Regions from separate parts of the Mus musculus genome. Here regions 2, 3 and 4 are each linked to region 1. Evidence: chromatin contacts called from public Hi-C, HiChIP or PLAC-seq and promoter capture Hi-C data. All regions are on one chromosome and are shown on one strand. Each heading gives the region's core, a stretch centred on a gene start, on an enhancer-like site or on the middle of the called end of the contact. The rest is flanking DNA. Distances are from core to core; before and after follow the strand shown.

Region 1 (3,983 bases), core at 1,229-3,728:
GACATGAAAGCAGATGAAATTTGCCAAAAACTGGAATCATTTGGTAAGTTGATAAAAAACAAATTTGAGGGGTTGGGGATTTAGCTCAGTGGTAGAGCACTTGCCTAGCAAGCACAAGGCCCTGGGTTCAGTCCTCAGCTCTGGAAAAAACAAAACAAAATTGAATGTAAAAACATAAATGCAAAATTGAGAGGAGGAAGAAGGGGAGAGAGGGAGAGACAGAAGGGGAGGAAGGGAGGTGGGAGAAAGAGAGAGAGAGAGAAAGAAAGAAAGAAAGAAAGAAAGAAAGAAAGAGAGAGAATGAGAACACTCAGGAAAATAATCACAGAAGATTCACAACCTGGACTGGGTATGAAACCGAGGAGAGGTAACCAGCCAGGCCGCAGACATAGAATAGTATAAATGAGACATATAAGATACTAACTAGTCAGGGGACAAGCCCTGCTTAAGACCTAGGCATTTATTCATGAATAATAAGCCTCCCAAGTCATTACACAGGAACAGGGCCATAAATGGAAAAGCTCACTTATATTTAATGTTCTTCCAGAGGACCTGAGTTCAGTATCAGTGTCAGGGAGTCTACAACCACTGATTAACCTTAGCACTGGGGGATACAGTATCCTCTTCTGGCCTCCATAGGTGTGTACATGTACACATATTCATTCATTCACACACACACACACTCTCTCTCACTCTCTCTCTCTCAGACAGACAGATAGACACACACACAAATAAGCAGCAATATCAAATGCTACAGAATGAATGAAGAGGTAATGACAATAAACCTATGAATTTGTTGACAGTGACTTCAGGGAACTTTAAAATGTTTGTTGAGAGCTAGAATACCATTCATGTTTTAGTCTCTAACTGAGCTCCCCAAAAAGAAATCTGAATTAGGGAAGTTACTCAGGTAGGGCTAGTCTAGTAAATAAATCAATGAGAGAAGAGATGTTGAAGTAAAGACAGAAAGAAGCACATGGTAATACTAAATGTGTTGTGTTTCGTGTTTGGTGTTAGGAATGGCCTGTAAGTGCCTTGTGGCAAGAAATTGTTAGAAGGTTCTAAAAGCTGAGAGCAGCCACCTGCAAGACACAGGAGAGAACATGGACTTTAGTGCAACACCTGAAGGGGCTGGATTTAGCTAATTATGAATTTGGAGGAAGTAAAAAGTACTATCTACAAATGAGAATCAAAGCACAGCTAATACTTCTCAACAAAGCCTTGCATGACTCTAAGCTGAGACTCCACAACACTAATGTCCAGACTACTACAAAAACTGGAAGATAATCAATGAGGGTGTAGTTACAGGCTGCTTAATGTGTGCTGTTGGATAAATACCAACAGAAAACTAATACGGGGCTCACTTCCCTATGCAAGAGGCTGAAGGACAAACAGTAAAGCAAAAATAAAGAACAAAACTGCTTAACTTCAATCATCTCAGGATGACCCTGTCTCGAAACTTTATCCAATTACTGCTCAAGTTGCAGCATGTTCCTCATAACCTTTCAAGTGTTAGTTTTCTAAAACTTCTGAGTAATGGAAATGGGGTTTTTATTTTCAACTGTAGAAAGTTATACTGACAGTTATGAAAAATTAAAGAGAGACAAAACAGGGCGCCTAAGATACCTGAATGTCAGACATGGTTCCAGTGCTTAGAGACACTGATCCCCAAGCTAATCTCAGAAATAAGCACAAGGTCATGACTTCTGTCCTCCTTCAGCACCAGAAGTTTAAGCTCGAGAAATGAAAAATCTTTCACCTTTTACTATAAGACTAGCTCAAAGGCGCTCTCGGCTACGGAAACAAAAGGAACCCACTCCCAGATTAACAGCAACTTTGACCCCTAGGCTCTCCACCAGTCCAGGAACCTGCTTATTAAAGATGCAACAAGCCCTGAGAAGCAATCCCTGCTGGGAACTGTAGTTCTCCCGCGCCGACCTTCACGATTGGAAACCTATCACGTGCCCAACCGGCGGCCCAGACGCCAGCAGCCAGGATTGGTCCGAGACTGAGATAAGGAGGTACTGATTGGATACCAGGTCCCTGAAGCCACGCCTCAGCGGCACACCCGCCTCCCCGCGCTCCACACCCCAGCCCGCTTCTTCAGCAATAACCCTCGAGTCATTCCAGTCCAGCGGCCGCCCTAGAGGACTGCCTCGGTTCCCCGCACTAGGGGTGGCTCTGCCTGGGGGGGGTGCGCATCATGGATGCCTCTCACGTTGTCCGTTGGCAGTCCGCAGTCAGCGTGACCACGCGCCCCTTCGGAGAGACCCCACGCTCACCTGGGCCGCGACGGTCACGCCGGATAACTGACAGGCCCGCAGCATTTCTGCCGAAGCGACAGCGCTGCTGGTGGACGCGGGAACGACCGCGGCCGCACGAGAGGAGGGCGTGCGTGCTGGTGTGCGTGCCCGCGTCTGTACAGCCTAGCTGCGTCCGGCGCACCGGAAGGGCCACCGGCACCACTGCGCACGCGCCGCCTCCTCCCCTGCTACAGCCGAGGCGGCTCCCTGAGGGTGGGACTCACCCCGGCTGCGAAAAGGGGAGTAAAGCGGTGATTGGCGACTAGGAGGCGGAAGGGCAGGTTCTCCTTCCGGGTCGCGCTTGGGCGCTAGTTTGTCTGCAGATGACCGGGTTACTAGGTGAACTGGCCGGAGAGTGCTGTGTAAAGTTCGACTGTGACTCTTAGAATTAAAGCGTTGGTGAATTAAATTAGAATTAGACTCTTAGAATTAAAGGGATGGGGAGGTGGATCCGGTAGGGACGCCTGCTCCCAGTCCTGACGACCTGAAATTTGCGACCTCTCTGGTGGCAATAGAATCGATTCCAATTAGTTGTCCGCTGACTTCTTTATGGAGCTGAGGCACACGTATGCCTACAGGGTTTTTTTTTTTTTTTTGGTTTTTTTTTTTTTTTTTTTTTTTTTTTTTTCTTTTCCAAAGGGTTGCTGAAGAATAAGCGAATGTGCTGAAGGCATCCTGGGGCAGAATGTGTTTCCGGTGTCTTTAAATAGTAGAGAACGGATAGGAACCCAAATTCTAAGTTCAGGTTTTTACTTAAGTCACACCGCTTTTTTTTTTTTTTTTTTTTTTTTTTTGCCACTTTTATTTTATAAAGATGATTTCGGTCGCAGTTTTGGGGACGGTTTGGAAGACTCTTCCAAGCGTTCTGAGTTTAACAATGTGTTAAAAATTGACTGTCGTTAATATTCTATGTAAATTCCACTATGATTATGTGGTTCTCTTACCATAATAACATAGAAAAATAATTTTCAAAATCTGTTGGAGGCTGGACCTAGTCGTGCATGCTTTTAATCCCAGCGCTAGAGAGGTAGAGGTAGGCAGATATCTTTTGAGTTCAAGGCCAGCTTGATCTACAGAGTTCCAGGACAGCCAGCTGAATATATTGAGACCCTGTCTTGAAAACCACAAAACAACAAATCTGTTTGCAAAATACTTACAAGCCATAAGTAGGTGATTTGTTATGATACGATACAGATAAAAAAAAGCTGCACTTTTATTTTCATTTATAAAATAAATGAAGTCCAGTGTTGTGGTCACACTGTAAATGACAGCACTTGGGAGGCTGTTGCAGGATTGGACTACATAAATTTCAAACAAAAAACAGGAAAGATTTGAAAAATATCAAAAATGTGTTTATGTTCTATATTATCTACGTTCTATACATGCCAAGCTTTTCAGAGCACTTCAGTAATGTACTTGTCGATCTTTGTCATGTCATCATTCGACAGCCTCCAGTCCTCCCATTTTCTTAGTAAATCTAGCAGTCTGGCTCCATCCCTGTTCACCGCTGCTCTGGTTCTTGCCAGCGTGATAACGTCTCGCACACTGTTGACCCGGGGCTGCTTTTGTACTACACTTCGGACCTTGTACTACAGACAGTCTCCTTGGCTTTAAGATCTCATTCTTCAGGGCTGGAGAAATGGTTCAATGTCTAAGAGCATATATTATTCTTGTAGAGGA
Region 2 (4,381 bases), core at 552-3,051, 510 kb before region 1:
ATTCTGCTCATGAGAAATATTTTGTCATCTCCATCACCTCTGCTCCATCTTCTTTTAGACCCCCTCCTTGCCTCCTATAGTTCTCTCCCCTTCTCTCCCCTCTTACACACACACACACACACACACACACACACACACACACATACACACTTAAAATCTAGGTCCTACATATGGGAAAAACATGCAATATTGGTGATTACTCTTTCTAAATTATACTGAATTCGCTTAACATCTTTAGGTTCACCATTTCCCTACAAATGACATTTCTTTATGGCAGAATTAAAGAAGACATGTTAATATATGCCACTTGGTTGACTCTTTAATCTAAATGTGCCTAGGTTTCCTTAATTTTGTTTTTGTAGTGTGTGTGTATAGGCAAGAGGACGACACTGGGTGCTCTTGTCTGTATTCTCTACCTGTTCCTTTGAGATAGGGCCTCTCACTTAACCTGTAATTCAGCTGACAGCCACCAAGCCCTAGTGGTCCTCCTGTCTCCATTTCCCACATGGCTAGGACTATAGGCATGAGCCCACTGTCAGCTTTTTCCACGGGTGCTGGAGTTTTGGACTCATGCTTGGACAGTAAGCTTTCTCACCAATTGAGCCAATCTCCTCCGTTTGTTTGCTTATTAGTGGACATACTAAAAACATCTGTCTCTGATAGGCAATGAGGCAGACAAGTGCTCACGTAGGTAAGTTTTCCCCACCCATACCCAGTCCCTATTTCAGCCACATTGGAGCTGCACTGCTGGTGTCCAGACCACTTGCTTAACTGACCATGAGAGGAACCAAGGCTTTTGAGGGTCTAATAGTGCATAGCCTTCTCTTGTTTCTTTCCTTCTGGCATGTAGCCTAGGATAGTCTTGAATTAACTATGTAGCTCAGTTGGCCTTAAACTTTGGGATTTGTTTTGCCTGATCCTGAGAGTATAGCTTTCCAAGTTTTCAGTTTAAAATGTAAACATCAGAAACTTATTAGAGCAGTGACAGAATCAAGTGCATCTGCTTGATGGAATTGTTATATTGAAAGTAAAGGAACAGACTGCCTTACCCTAGACGTGAATGAGACCTGGTCAGAAAGAGGAAACACCGACTCATACTTGAACATAAAATTCTAGGAAATGTAGTCACTATTGTGGTTTGGGTGGGATTCCACGTGGGCACAGGACATTTCTGGGGTGAGACAAGTTTCTTCTCTTGAATCTGTAAGTGTTCATACATCGCAATTTAGCAAATTAGACACATCAAACGTGTACTATCTTGTATATCAATTATACTTCGATGGAACTGTTCAAATAGGCAGGGACTAAGGCATGACTCAGTGGTAAGGCTGAATTTGAAGTTTTATTAGCTAAACAATAAATGCGCCTTAGCAGAGTATTTGCAAACTCATTTCAAGAGCCCTTTAAATATGATACTAATTGAAGTTCCCAGGTACAAGCCTGAATGAAGGAGTTAATTTGGGAATACTGACTCCTTTTCCTGTGTAGGTCATCAGTCCCTGATCAGGGGACATCTCTGGATCGTCGTTTCGAGACACAAATTGTCCTGAAGCTATCTCGGGTGGAGTGCTAGCTTCCTTTTCCCTAAAATGAAAGTAGCCTGTGAAAGGTTCCTATTTAAGCCGTGAAGAGATGTTGGACAAGGACACAATATGTTCGAAACTATCTCGGTTGGGCCAGCAGCGCTTATAACGTTTTATAAGCCTGTATTGTCCCTCACAGCGACTCGTAGCGCGCTGCGTTTCTATGAGGCCATCTCGACTTCTGATTGGCTGCTTGCTGCCCGTGCTCGGCGCCGGCGCGGAAGCTCCTAACTGGTGGTGGCGATGTCTAGCCGGTCCAAGCGGCAGTCCCATGGTTCCACCCGCGGGAAGCGTGAGTCCGAGTCTCGTGGCAGCTCGGGTCGCATCAAGAAGGAGCGAGACCGTGAGAAGGAGCCCGAGGCGGCGAGCTCCCGGGGTAGCCCGGTCCGCGTGAAGCGGGAGGCCGAGCCGGCTGCGCGAGAGGTCCCGGCGCCCGCGCTCCCGGTCGTGCGGGTGAAGCGTGAGCGCGAGGCCGATGAAGACTCGGAGCCCGAGCGGGAGGTGCGAGGTGCGCGGGGCCGGGCCGGGCGCGTCCTCTTCCTTCGCCTGCTTTCTTCTTTCTCCTCCTATATTTTTAAAGACGGGTCTCAGGAACTTGAAGTTGTAACCAGAGATGGCCTTAGACTCTTGCTTCCCCTTCTTGAAGTCTGAGATGCCCAGTTTTTGTCTGCTTTTTACTTTTCCTTTCTTCTGCCTCCCTGACCAGGCTTGAATCCAGCAGGCTGGATTGCCTGTCATAATACATCACAGCATCTCCCTATTCACGTATAGCCTACGTGGGTCAGGTGCTCTACTGACGACTGTACAGATGGACCCTTCTCCGTTCCCCCCCACCCCCCACAAATTCCTAAGAGTCAGAGTCATGTTGTAATTTTTGGAATAAGACCATTAGTTGAGTCCCAGTGCACTCAACTCAAGTATTGACTTTGTACTAGTTGAATAGTTTGGAGACACTAATGCTTCTCCTGGGTTTTGCATGGGGGTTGTTCCATGTTGTCTTGTAAAGGATGCTGATGTAATGACCAGCCTTGGGAGACAGATAGTATTATTCCATAGAGCAATAGGTAGGGAGTAAGGTCACAAGAAGATATAATCTTCTTTAAGGGCAGGGATCTTCTGTAAGGCAACCCACTATGAGCACTGGTTCTTTTTCTATTCTATTATGGGACTTAACTCTAGGATCTGGCAAAGATGTCATATAATAGGGTACTGTTATTGCTGTAGTAGACTCTTTGTTTTAGTCTGTGATCATGTGGCTTCTGTCAGCATCCATGAAGCTGTGTCAAGCTAACACATTAGGGTTAACTTTAGTTAGAGTTAACACATTAGGATTAACTCTCAGAACCAATACAGTTCTTGTACTAATAGTAGATTTAAGGATATTCAGCTTATCTTAGTACTTGTGATATATTTCATGATACTTTTCCTGCCCATTTGATATTTATTTATTTATTTATTTGCTTATTTAGGCAGGCTCTTACTAAGTAGCCCTGGCTGTCTTGGAACTTTGTCGGTAGGCCTCAAACTCAGAGATTTCACCTAGCCTACTCACTCAAGGGCTAGGATTAATGTACACCACCAATGCCTGGCATTTATTTATGTGTATGCATGTACCATGGTGTATGTGTGGAAGTCAGTGGGCAACTTGTGGGAGTCCGTTTTCTCTCCTAGCCTGTGTGTCACAGGGATTGAACTCAGATAGTTGGGTTGCTGGTAAGCACCTTTACTAAGCCATCTCACTTGCCTGGATTCCTTTATGTAATATATAAATTAATCTTTCATTGGTTATATATGTAATAGACCTACTCTTAGTTTGCAACTTATTTCATTAGTGGCCTTTTTTTGAATGTTGTCACTAAAGGAAATGGAAAAGCTCATCTTTTTGAGATGTGTGTGTGTGTGGTCCCTGGCTGTCCTAGAACCTAACCTAACTGATCAAACTCTCCCAATCTTAGTGATCAAATGTTCCCATTTCGGTGATTTTGTTTTGTTTTGTGTTTGCTTGTTTTGTGCCTGTGATTTGAGGAGAGCCTCCAGTCCTCCATTTATGATGCTGGAGCAGATCTTGGCTGTGCTAGTTAAGTGTTCTACCACTGAGCAGATCTTGCCTGTGCTAGTTAAGTGTTCTACCACTGAGCAGATCTTGGCTGTGCTAGTTAAGTGTTCTACCACTGAGCAGATCTTGGCTGTGCTAGTTAAGTGTTCTACCACTGAGCAGATCTTGGCTGTGCTAGTTAAGTGTTCTACCACTGAGCAGATCTTGCCTGTGCTAGTTAAGTGTTCTACCACTGAGCAGATCTTGCCTGTGCTAGTTAAGTGTTCTACCACTGAGCAGATCTTGCCTGTGCTAGTTAAGTGTTCTACCACTGAGTTACTTTCCAGCACAAGTTTCCCATTTAACAGCCTGTATGGATTTCTTCTCAGCAAAGAATGGCCGAGTGGATTCTGAAGACCGGAGGAGTCGTCACTGCCCGTACTTGGATACCATTAATAGGTCAGTAATATAGAAAGGCTGAGGGCAAGACTTGGTGATGTATCTCAGTAGTAGAGCAGTTGCCTGGCATGTCATAAGCCCAAGGTTTAATCACCAATACTATGCAAACAAACAAAATCAGTGGATTTTTAAAAATTTACTTTTATTTTATGTATGTTGGTATTTTGCCTGCATTTATGTCTGTGTGAGAGTGTCAGATCCCCTGGAGCTGCATGGATGTCTGTGGGAGTACCGCATCCCCTGGAACTGGAGTTACGGATAGTTGTGAACTCTCACGTGGGTGCTAGGAATTGAACAACTGGAA
Region 3 (4,299 bases), core at 835-3,334, 550 kb before region 1:
TCTTTTCTTTTCTGTTGTTTTCTTCTCTTTTCTCTTTCTTCCTTTCTTCCTTTCTTTCTTTCTTTCTTTCTTTCTTTCTTTCTTTCTTTCTTTCTTTCTTTCTTTCTTTTAATAGACAAAGTCTTACTTTGTAGCCTTGAAGCCTAGGTTAAGCTGTCCTGGAATTTACTATATATGACCCAGGCTGGTCTCAAACTCAGTCAATCCTCCTGCCTCATCCTCTTAAGTGTTAGGATCACAACCATAGCTACAGAGCCAGCTCAGTTTTCTGTTTGGTTTTGTTTTATTTTGTCTTCGGGCAGGCTCTCATGTAGTAACTGCTCACATTCATTAGACAGCAGGCCATGGCTGTGAACCTTGACCCTTCTGCTGCTGGCTCGCCGATGCTGCCATCTACCACCAAGTCTGGTTTGTATGATGCGGGACATCAAACCCAGGGCTTGGGGCAAAACAGGCAAGCCCATCCCCAGCATCCATTTACAATTGAGTTTTTGCCTTAAAACTAAAGTCTTTTTAAAAACTCTTTGTTCTTTAAATTATTTTTATTTTATGTGTAAAGATGCTTCCTCTGCATGTGTGACTGTGACCATGTGTGACACGTGTCCTTGGAGGCCAGAACAGGGCATCGGATCCCCCGGAGCTGGAGTTAACAGACCGCAGTGAGCTGGCATGTAGTGAGCTGGCATGTAGTGAGCTGGCATGTAGTGAGCTGGCATGTAGGTGCTGACAATTAAACCTCAGTCCTCTGGAGGGGCAGCCAGGACTCTTAACTGCTGAGCCGTCTCTGCGGTCTCACATTTTAGCCTTCGATTAAGCACATAAAACAGCACCACTTAATATATTCCTCCGTGAGCTTTTTGTGGAATTCAGAGCACAGCGTATCCTTTACAAGTCTTCAGGCTTTCTGCACCTTTTGCACAGTTCTTTACAAACAACCTCATTTTAACCTTGAAGTTGGCCTGAGGCTGGGACGGGCCAATGAGATTAAGGAAAGGACTTCTCAGTTCCCAGTTCTGCAAGAAAAGCCGCAGTTTCCTCGGCATCTCTCTTCGTCAAGAACTCCATCTTCCTCACCTGTTAGAGGACCATCCCGCAAGGCCCACACCAGGAATCTAAGAGAAAGTGTGTGTTCTCAGGCTGGGCAACACCTGTTTGTTTTCCTTGCAGCAGCTTGCAACTCTGTCCTAAACTCATGCTGTGAAACTCTTCAAGACAGTCTGTGTAGTTTGTATTTTATTCTTATCCAAAAGAGATGGTCTCTGCTTGAGTACCACTTTGGAAGCTGGCTCCCATCTTCTCCTTTGCCTCTTCTGCCTCTTGTTGGTTCAAAACTTGAGATCCATCCACACACCATTGAGACTTTTAGCTCACAGAAATGTCTGCAACACTTTAGCATTTTAAAAATCTTCCTCCCCCAATGTATGGAGATCAGAGGCCAACTTGCAGGAGTTGGTTCTTTCCACAACGCGAGTCCATTTTTTAAAAAGATTTATTTATTTATTATATGTAAGTACACTGTAGCTGTCTTCAGACACTCCAGAAGAGGGCGTCAGATCTTGTTACAGATGGTTGTGAGCCACCATGTGGTTGCTGGGATTTGAACTCCGGACCTTCGGAAGAGCAGTCGGGTGCTCTTACCCACTGAGCCATCTCACCAGCCCTAGCTTACCATTTTTAAGGGTATAACTCGGTGACATACAATGTATTCAGAATACTGCCTGTTCCGTCTGTAAATAATCAGAACTTTGGAGTGGTTGGTGTGTTTTTAATTTCGGGTGAGACGCACTCACCAAGGTGGCAAATACTTCTGGCTTGTTCATGTCAGCTCCAGCACATAGCTCCCACAGATGCTTTTTGCATGACGGAATGACGCCTCCTGGGCTAACTCCTGATGCAGCCCCAGATCCAAGAGACATCGGTCCCCAATTCACCAGGCTGGGGTGTCATCGGAAATCGGACGCCTGTGGCCCGGTAGGAGGCGCCCCACGGGTCCTGTCACCGCTTTCGGTTTGCCCGGGACGGGCACCTCTGAGAAGGCGCGCCCCCCTCCCTCTTGGGCTGCGGGCCCGCCCCGCCCCACGGCTTCCTCCCGGGCCGCGGGCACTGAGGCCGCTCGGGGCAGAGGAATCGGAGCCGGCGAGCAGGCAGCGGCGGCGGCTGCGGAGGCAATGGTGAGACGGGCAGGGGCAGAGGGCGATTGTGCAGGGGCAAAAAGCAGGATTCTGAACCCCAGGGGCATAGGTCACGCTGGTCGCACGGACTAGTCCCCAACTTTGCAGGCAACCGGGGAGGGAGACTTCGGAGTGCGCCCCGTCGGGGCAGAGTGAGCGGTGCTACAGCTTCCCACGCTCCTGGAGCAGTTATCAGCTCCCGGCAATACCGGGCAAGTTACTTAACCTCCACGAGCCTCCTTTTCCGCGCAGTGAAGTAGGGGCAGCAATACTTACCTTGGTGGGTCCTTGAGAGGTTAAAGAAGATGTTTATGGTCGCTGCTGCCAGGCACTCAGAACCCTTTGCTGAGAAGTGGTAGGTAATGCGATGACCTCTCCAGCTCTTCCCCAGGCTAAGAGGAGCCAGAGCTGGCCCAAGGGTTGGAAACCTGAGCAGATGCCTGGTAGAGGCCCCGTGCTGACGTGCTGACAGATAAACACTTCCCTGGGGGAAAAGAGAAAATAAGTTGTTTACTATAAAAGTTCCATGAAGTTATCCCTGTGACCCAGCCTGCTGACTCTTTCCTAACCTCTACCTAGTAACATAATCATGAGTTGAGTCACCTACATTCACTCCTGCTGCAGACTTGCCATTTCCAAGACAAAAGTGTCAGGGACCACTGATGCCTGGATCCCACCTTCCAGGGCTCCTGGGAAGGTGGCCAGACTGGAAGCAAGTTTAGTACTCTAAGATGGGATGGATGTGGCCTGGCTAGGGGTGGCAATGCCTGGATGGCCTCATCTCTAGGGAACTGGAGGCAGGAAAGGGAAGTGTGGCAGGAAGGTAGCCCTAAGCTTTGAGGCCACACCAGGAAACCGAGGGAGGCTCTGAGAATGGGCTGGAGCTGAGAGCCCACTTCCGAGAGTACAGGGCAGAGATGGTCTTTCAACTGGCTCTCAGCTCTTGAGGAGAAGTTCTGAAAAGAAGGCTGCGCCAGGTTAGGTTATCTGGCTGTTCAGGAGAACCTTGGGGGTTCAGAGTCTGGGGGATGCATTAATTTTATCCCTTCAGCCTGTCTCCAGCTCCATCATCTATCTCTTCTTCCCTTGTCCCCCTTTCTGTCTCCAGCTCTTTCCTCCTGCATCCCATCCCTCTGACTACCATATATACCCCCACCCCCAACTGATTTCCCTTTCCTTTCCCTTTTCTTCACTGGGACTCATTCAGTCAAAATGATTTAAGAAAAAAATTCTTTTTTGCCATTGGAATAGCACAAAACAGTGATGGAGGAGATGAAAATGAGAGATGGAAATGAGCAATATTTTTTTGCATGTGTGGTATGCACGCTTGTTCACGTGTCTGGGCACATGCCTGTTTAGATACATGTGGAAGTCAGAGGCTGATGTCAGGTGTCTTATTAAACAGCTTTCCACTTTATTTTTGGAGACGGGATCTCTGGTTCAACCTGGAGCTCACCAGTTTGTCTCGTCTAGCTGCCAGCTTGTCCTTGGGACCGGCCCCTTCTTCCTGCCCCTAGGATTACAGGCAGACTGCCTGGCTTTTATGTGGGTGCTAGGGAGTCAGACTCTGGTCCCCAAACTTGTGCAACAGGGGATTTATTTATGGAGGCATCTTCCTAGCACCATAGATCATTTTAAAAGATTTTATTCATGTGTATGAATTTTCCCCTGCATGTATGTGTGCGGGGTACCATGTGTGTGCAGTGCCTGTGGAGGCCAGAAGAGGGAATTTCACCTTGTACTGGAATTTTAGGCACCCGTGAGCCGCCAAGTGGGTGCTAGGAACCCAGATCTTCTAGAAAAGCAGCAAGTGCTCTTAAATGCTGAGCCACCTCTCCAGCCCCACCATAAATAACTAAAAATTATTTAGCCTGCTTGTTTGGTTTTGGGGGACAAGGTCTCATGTAGATCAGATTGATGCAGAACTCACGATGTCGCTGAGCCACAGTGCCTGAATGGAGTTAACTATTTTTTTGAGGCAGTCTTGCTATATACCCTGCCCTTAAATGACCTAAGTAAACAAAGCTGGCCTTGAAGTTGCAGCAATGCTCCTGCCTCTGCCTCCCAAGTGCTAGGATTACAAGTATTTGACACCATGTCCAGATATAGAATAAATTTTTTTAGACAA
Region 4 (4,415 bases), core at 353-2,852, 530 kb before region 1:
TGGAGGAGAGGGTTTATTTCATCTTAAAATTATACTCCACCATGAAGGTAAGTCAGGACGGAAAATCATGGCAAGAACATGAGGCAAGAGCTGCAGCAGAGGCTATGGAAGAACACTGCTGACCGGCTCTTTCATCCTGCTTCCTATACACCCCAGGACCTGCCCTGGGGTGTTACTTCCCACTGTGAGCTGGGCCCGTCTATATCAGTCATTAATCAAGAAAATGACTAGTCTACAGGCCAATGGAATGGAGGCATTTTCTCAGGGTTTGAGGGTCCTTCTTCCCAGATGATCTTAGCTTATGTCAAGTTGACAAAAAGATAACAAACATACAGGGCTTAAGACAATACTGTTTGTTTGTTTGTTTGTTTGTTAGAGGCAGTGTTTCCCTAAAAGCCCAGTGGCCTCTTAAATTCTGAGACGATGGGTGTATGCCACCTTGAGAGCTCTAAGCACTTGTTACCTTCCTTGGGTTTATTATCATCTTCCTCTTCTGAGAAAGATGGGGGGATAGCACTTTGCCCTGCTAGGTGGGTCAGCAGCACTCACTTTGGGCAAGCTACTTCTGAGACCCAGGTCAGTGGTAGAGCAGATGCTCAGCATGAACTCTAAGGCCCCTCTGAGGTGCCGCACTACAGTACTAGACAATTACAATCAGGTATTTATGGAATGCTCTTTTCCTGAATATGCCTCTCCTTTGAATTTTTTTAAAGACAGGATTTTACTATGTAGCCCACGCTGGTCTTAAGTTTGCAATCCTCTGGCGGTCACTCCCCCCCTTTTCAAAAATTTCAAAAAAATTTATTTTATAACTATGTGTGCTTTGTCAGGTGAATGTAGGTACCGGGGAGGAGGAGCAAAGAGGCATTACCTGGAGCTGGAATTACAGTAAACTGCCCAAGTTGAACTCCTAATCATGCATGGTTTTGTCTATTTTCCTTCTTTTATTGTTTATATTTATTTGTTTTAATTTTTATTTTTATTGATTGAGACAAGGTCTCAACTTTTTAGCCTTGGCTGGCCTCCCACTCACAGAAAAACACCTGGCTCTGCCTCCTGAGTGCCAGACTTAAAGACATGCACCATCGATTGCTTTATTTATTTATAATACGAGTGGGTGTCTTGCTGCATGTCTGTCTGTCTGTCACTTATTTGCCTGGTGCCCGCAGAGCATCAGACCCTCTGGAAATAGTGTTGTGCGCCATCCAGTGGGTGCTGGGACTAAAACTTGGGTGCGCTGAGCCATCTCTCCAGGCCCTTCACCCATTTTTATGCATAAAACATAATCAATGCGTGGGAATTTTCCTTTCAGGGAGTAGGTGGAACATGCAGGTAAACTCAGCCAAGGAGACACAGTAGAGATACTTCCGGCTTGGACTGGCACTTCTAGAAACCGGCGAGAGCCCTCAGATCCTGGCTCCGAAAAGTCCCCGGAATTTCCTCTTTCTCCAACCCCATTGGCTTTAGTCTTTGGTCACCTGACTTATCCAACCAACGAGAGGCGGCTGCATCGGTACTTCCGCCTCTGTGTGCGAGTCACTATGCCCACCCCAGGAGCACTCTGATTGGCTCTCCTCTTGAAATTCGATCGCTTATTGGCCAGCGCTGGATTCGGCTCTCCAGCGGCAACCTAAAGCTGTGTCAGACAAGCCCGGCAGCCCAGGAGCCATGGCGTCTTATTTTGATGAGCACGACTGCGAGCCGTTGAACCCTGAGCGTGAGGCCCGCAACAATATGTTGCTGGAACTCGCGAGAAGAGTGCGCGGGGCTTGGAGCTGGGCCCCGGGCGGCAGGTTTCTGGGTTGGGGTTTGGCGGAGAGGGCGGGTTAACCTGGGAGGTGGGGTAAATAATGTTAGTCAGGGCGACGCGATTAGTCGAGTCGGAGTCGTTAATTTGGGCTATTAATGAGTAGGGCCCGCCAGGGGATCGTGGGAAAGACGAAGATAGAAAGGGTGGGTGTAGCAAAGGGAGGCACGGGACAAGATTGTCATGGGGGCGGACACGGCCTGTGCCCAAGTGTGTAAACTGGGTAGTGTTTTGCTAGTAATAAGCAAGGAGAGAAACTCACTGCTGTCCTGGAATCAACTTTGGCTTATTCCTGAACGACTTCTTTGAGACTGCTATTTCTAGTAAAATGGGAAAGTTGCCTGGAGTGATAGTGCACACCTTTAATCCAACTACTTGGGAGGTAGAAAGAAAAAGGGAAAAGCGAGCCGGGGTTGATTGAGAGCTGTGCTGGTGGGTTTGTTTCGTGTGTGTGTGTTTTGCTTAGAGACAATCTCACTATGTATCCCTGACTGGCCTCGAACTCACAGCCTCCCAAGTGTTGTGACTAAATGCATGGGCCACCACCTCTGGCTCCCACCCTACTGAGGAGCTCTTGTGCACTATTCGTTATTATTACTATTTTAGCCAGGACAGGTATTTCCCAGTGGATTATGGGGGCCGGAACTAGATGATTTCCTTAGTTCTGATTTATACTTTCTCCCTCAGATCACTCTTTAATAGGATGGACTTTGAGGACCTGGGATTGGTAGATTGGGAACACCACCTTCCCCCACCAGCTGCCAAGGCTGTGGTGGAGAGCCTCCCTAGAACAGTCATCAGTAGCGCCAAGGCTGGTGAGGACACAAGGCCTTTTTTGTTTTTTTTTTCTGTTTAGGGCAGATAAGCCAGACCTGCCTGCCTGCCGACTCCCCCTAGCCACCAACAATCTGGCCTGTTAGTGTTCTAGGCCAAGCCTGTGTCTGAGTGGGAGGTTGGGTTGGGCCTTAACTGCTCTCCTGATCGACACTTCCTCTTCAAGATCTCAAGTGCCCCGTGTGCCTTTTGGAATTTGAGGCGGAGGAGACTGTGATTGAGATGCCCTGCCATCATCTCTTCCATTCCAACTGCATTCTGCCCTGGCTAAGTAAGGTACTCGGTCCATCCCTTCCCGGCCCCAACACCAGTTCCCGCCAGTTCCTAAGCGGCTTTTTTTTTTTTTTTTTTTTTGGTAATGGACTGGGGTGAAATCAAGGGAGAGAGCAGGGCTGGAAGGCAGGAGCAGGAAAGGACCGGAATACCGCTCTTGATTTCTCTAGACAAATTCCTGCCCTCTGTGCCGCCATGAGCTGCCCACTGATGATGACAGCTATGAAGAGCACAAGAAAGACAAGGTCTGGTCACCCCACCCCTGCTGCACACTCCCCACTCCTCAGCAGGCTTGGCTAGGCCTCTGAACGCCCCCCTCACTTGGGCTCCCTTCCAAGTCAGTGTGGTGAGGGCAAAGGTCTCAGCATTGTTAATGTTAGAAGCCTGAAAAGAGACCCCGTGACAGCTGCTCTCTGCATGGTCCTATCCATGAGTATTCAGACCCAGCCTTGCCTAAGCCTGGCGTCTTTCTTCTAGGCTCGCAGGCAGCAGCAGCAGCACCGCCTGGAGAACCTCCACGGAGCCATGTACACGTGAGGCAGCTGCCAGGGCTGAGCGCTCAGCCTCTCTGATACCTTCCCTCTGCACTCTGAATCATTAAAGGTTTCTTTACCCACCCTGCAGCTGCACGGCTCACCAGCCGAAGCAGGGGCTCCTTCCGAATCCTCCACCCTGCTGCTAGCCAGAAAGATGTCAAAGGTGTCAAATGTCCGAAGGTGCCAGGCTGCAATTCCCTCTGCCAGCCTCTAGACTCTGGGTGGTGGGGCCCTAGAACAACCAGGGCTTGGGTCTGAGTGTTCTTTTAGAAGTCAAACTGTGTCAGAGCCTGGCGCTTTGTAGCTGTTTAAAACTGATAAATTAACTTGCACCACCCCACTCCGGAAATCTCTAGTTAACCTTGGAACCTTTAGTTAACCGTGGAATCCTGGGGGTGTTCTTTATTTCCACATAGAAAACTTTTAACATTGTAAAAGTTGCTCTCTGTATCCCACTCCTGTAGGCGCCATTATCAAGGAATCAAAGGTCAAGCCAGCCCAAGTAGGGCAAGGCTGTTTAGAGACTCTTCAAAGGGGGACAGTCCTTGTGGAAGTTTTGAAAGTGGGTTTCATTCACTATGTGACCTTGGCTGTCTTGGAACCCACTATATAGACCAGGCTCGCCTTGTACTTAGGACATCCTTCTGCTCTGTCTTCCCAGTGTTGGGATTACTGGTATGTACACACCCTTACGATGTATCTGAATGGCATCTGTCACTCTTAGTTTCTGGCAACCTCAAGAATCTTTCCTGGGGGAAAGGACTTCTGTCCATCCCTGCCCACTGGATCGGACCCTCCGTGATTCTCCAGAACACACTGCAGACGTGCAAATTAGAATTCTTTTAATAGATATAAAAAAGTACTAAAATACTCGTGTGGTTCTGCTGTGTTATTTGCCCTAAAGGAAGTGAGGGGCAGAGTGAAGAACCCAAGTGCAGCTGGGTGGGCCTTCCCTTAGGCTAAGG

The links. Promoter capture Hi-C pulls out the DNA fragments that hold promoters and counts their contacts. Hi-C and Micro-C count contacts between places; a contact is called where the count stands out from the background. HiChIP or PLAC-seq counts read pairs in DNA pulled down with a chosen protein or histone mark.
Region 2: a contact with region 1 is called in a promoter capture Hi-C map of pre-B cells. The contact joins the promoter of Usp39 here to the promoter of Immt in region 1. A contact is called at or near these places in 18 of 39 promoter capture datasets (the 3T3-L1 cell line, 3T3-L1-derived adipocytes, the C10 cell line and 13 more), 5 of 484 Hi-C or Micro-C datasets (B cells, CD4 T cells, natural killer cells and 2 more), 12 of 115 datasets of contacts at active chromatin or transcription factors (the NIH/3T3 cell line, astrocytes, bone marrow-derived macrophages and 8 more) and 4 of 9 other capture datasets (adipose tissue, liver, macrophages and 1 more).
Region 3: an H3K4me3 HiChIP or PLAC-seq map of bone marrow-derived macrophages shows a contact between it and region 1, with 7 times the contacts expected there. The contact joins the promoter of Vamp5 here to the promoter of Immt in region 1. A contact is called at or near these places in 6 of 39 promoter capture datasets (the C10 cell line, hippocampal neurons, liver and 2 more), 1 of 484 Hi-C or Micro-C datasets (CD4 T cells), 3 of 115 datasets of contacts at active chromatin or transcription factors (astrocytes, bone marrow-derived macrophages and pancreatic cancer cells) and 2 of 9 other capture datasets (liver and macrophages).
Region 4: a contact with region 1 is called in a Hi-C map of natural killer cells, with 5 times the contacts expected there. The contact joins the promoter of Rnf181 here to the promoter of Immt in region 1. A contact is called at or near these places in 8 of 39 promoter capture datasets (the C10 cell line, the HPC-7 cell line, cranial neural crest and 4 more), 2 of 484 Hi-C or Micro-C datasets (CD4 T cells and natural killer cells), 6 of 115 datasets of contacts at active chromatin or transcription factors (bone marrow-derived macrophages, embryonic midbrain, embryonic stem cells and 3 more) and 4 of 9 other capture datasets (adipose tissue, liver, macrophages and 1 more).

What each region holds. Positions count from the first base shown.
Region 1 is chr6:71,829,815-71,833,797 of GRCm38.p6, reverse strand. Immt (inner membrane protein, mitochondrial) reads right to left here and starts at 2,478. Exons shown (of 15, transcript NM_001253681.1): 1 at 2,283-2,478. The coding sequence starts at 2,327.
Region 2 is chr6:72,342,595-72,346,975 of GRCm38.p6, reverse strand. It overlaps Usp39 (ubiquitin specific peptidase 39), which reads left to right and starts at 1,801. Exons shown (of 13, transcript NM_138592.4): 1 at 1,801-2,091; 2 at 4,008-4,077. The coding sequence starts at 1,827.
Region 3 is chr6:72,378,253-72,382,551 of GRCm38.p6, reverse strand. It overlaps Vamp5 (vesicle-associated membrane protein 5), which reads left to right and starts at 2,084. Exons shown (of 3, transcript NM_016872.4): 1 at 2,084-2,171. The coding sequence starts at 2,169. Gm52494 (a long non-coding RNA gene) reads right to left here and starts at 3,270. Exons shown (of 3, transcript XR_003956310.1): 1 at 2,779-3,270; 2 at 2,448-2,655.
Region 4 is chr6:72,359,619-72,364,033 of GRCm38.p6, reverse strand. Rnf181 (ring finger protein 181) reads left to right here and starts at 1,602. Exons shown (of 5, transcript NM_025607.4): 1 at 1,602-1,793; 2 at 2,495-2,622; 3 at 2,808-2,917; 4 at 3,085-3,159; 5 at 3,392-4,322. The coding sequence starts at 1,669. The coding sequence ends at 3,451. Tmem150a (transmembrane protein 150A) reads right to left here. Exons shown (of 8, transcript NM_144916.3): 8 at 4,272-4,415.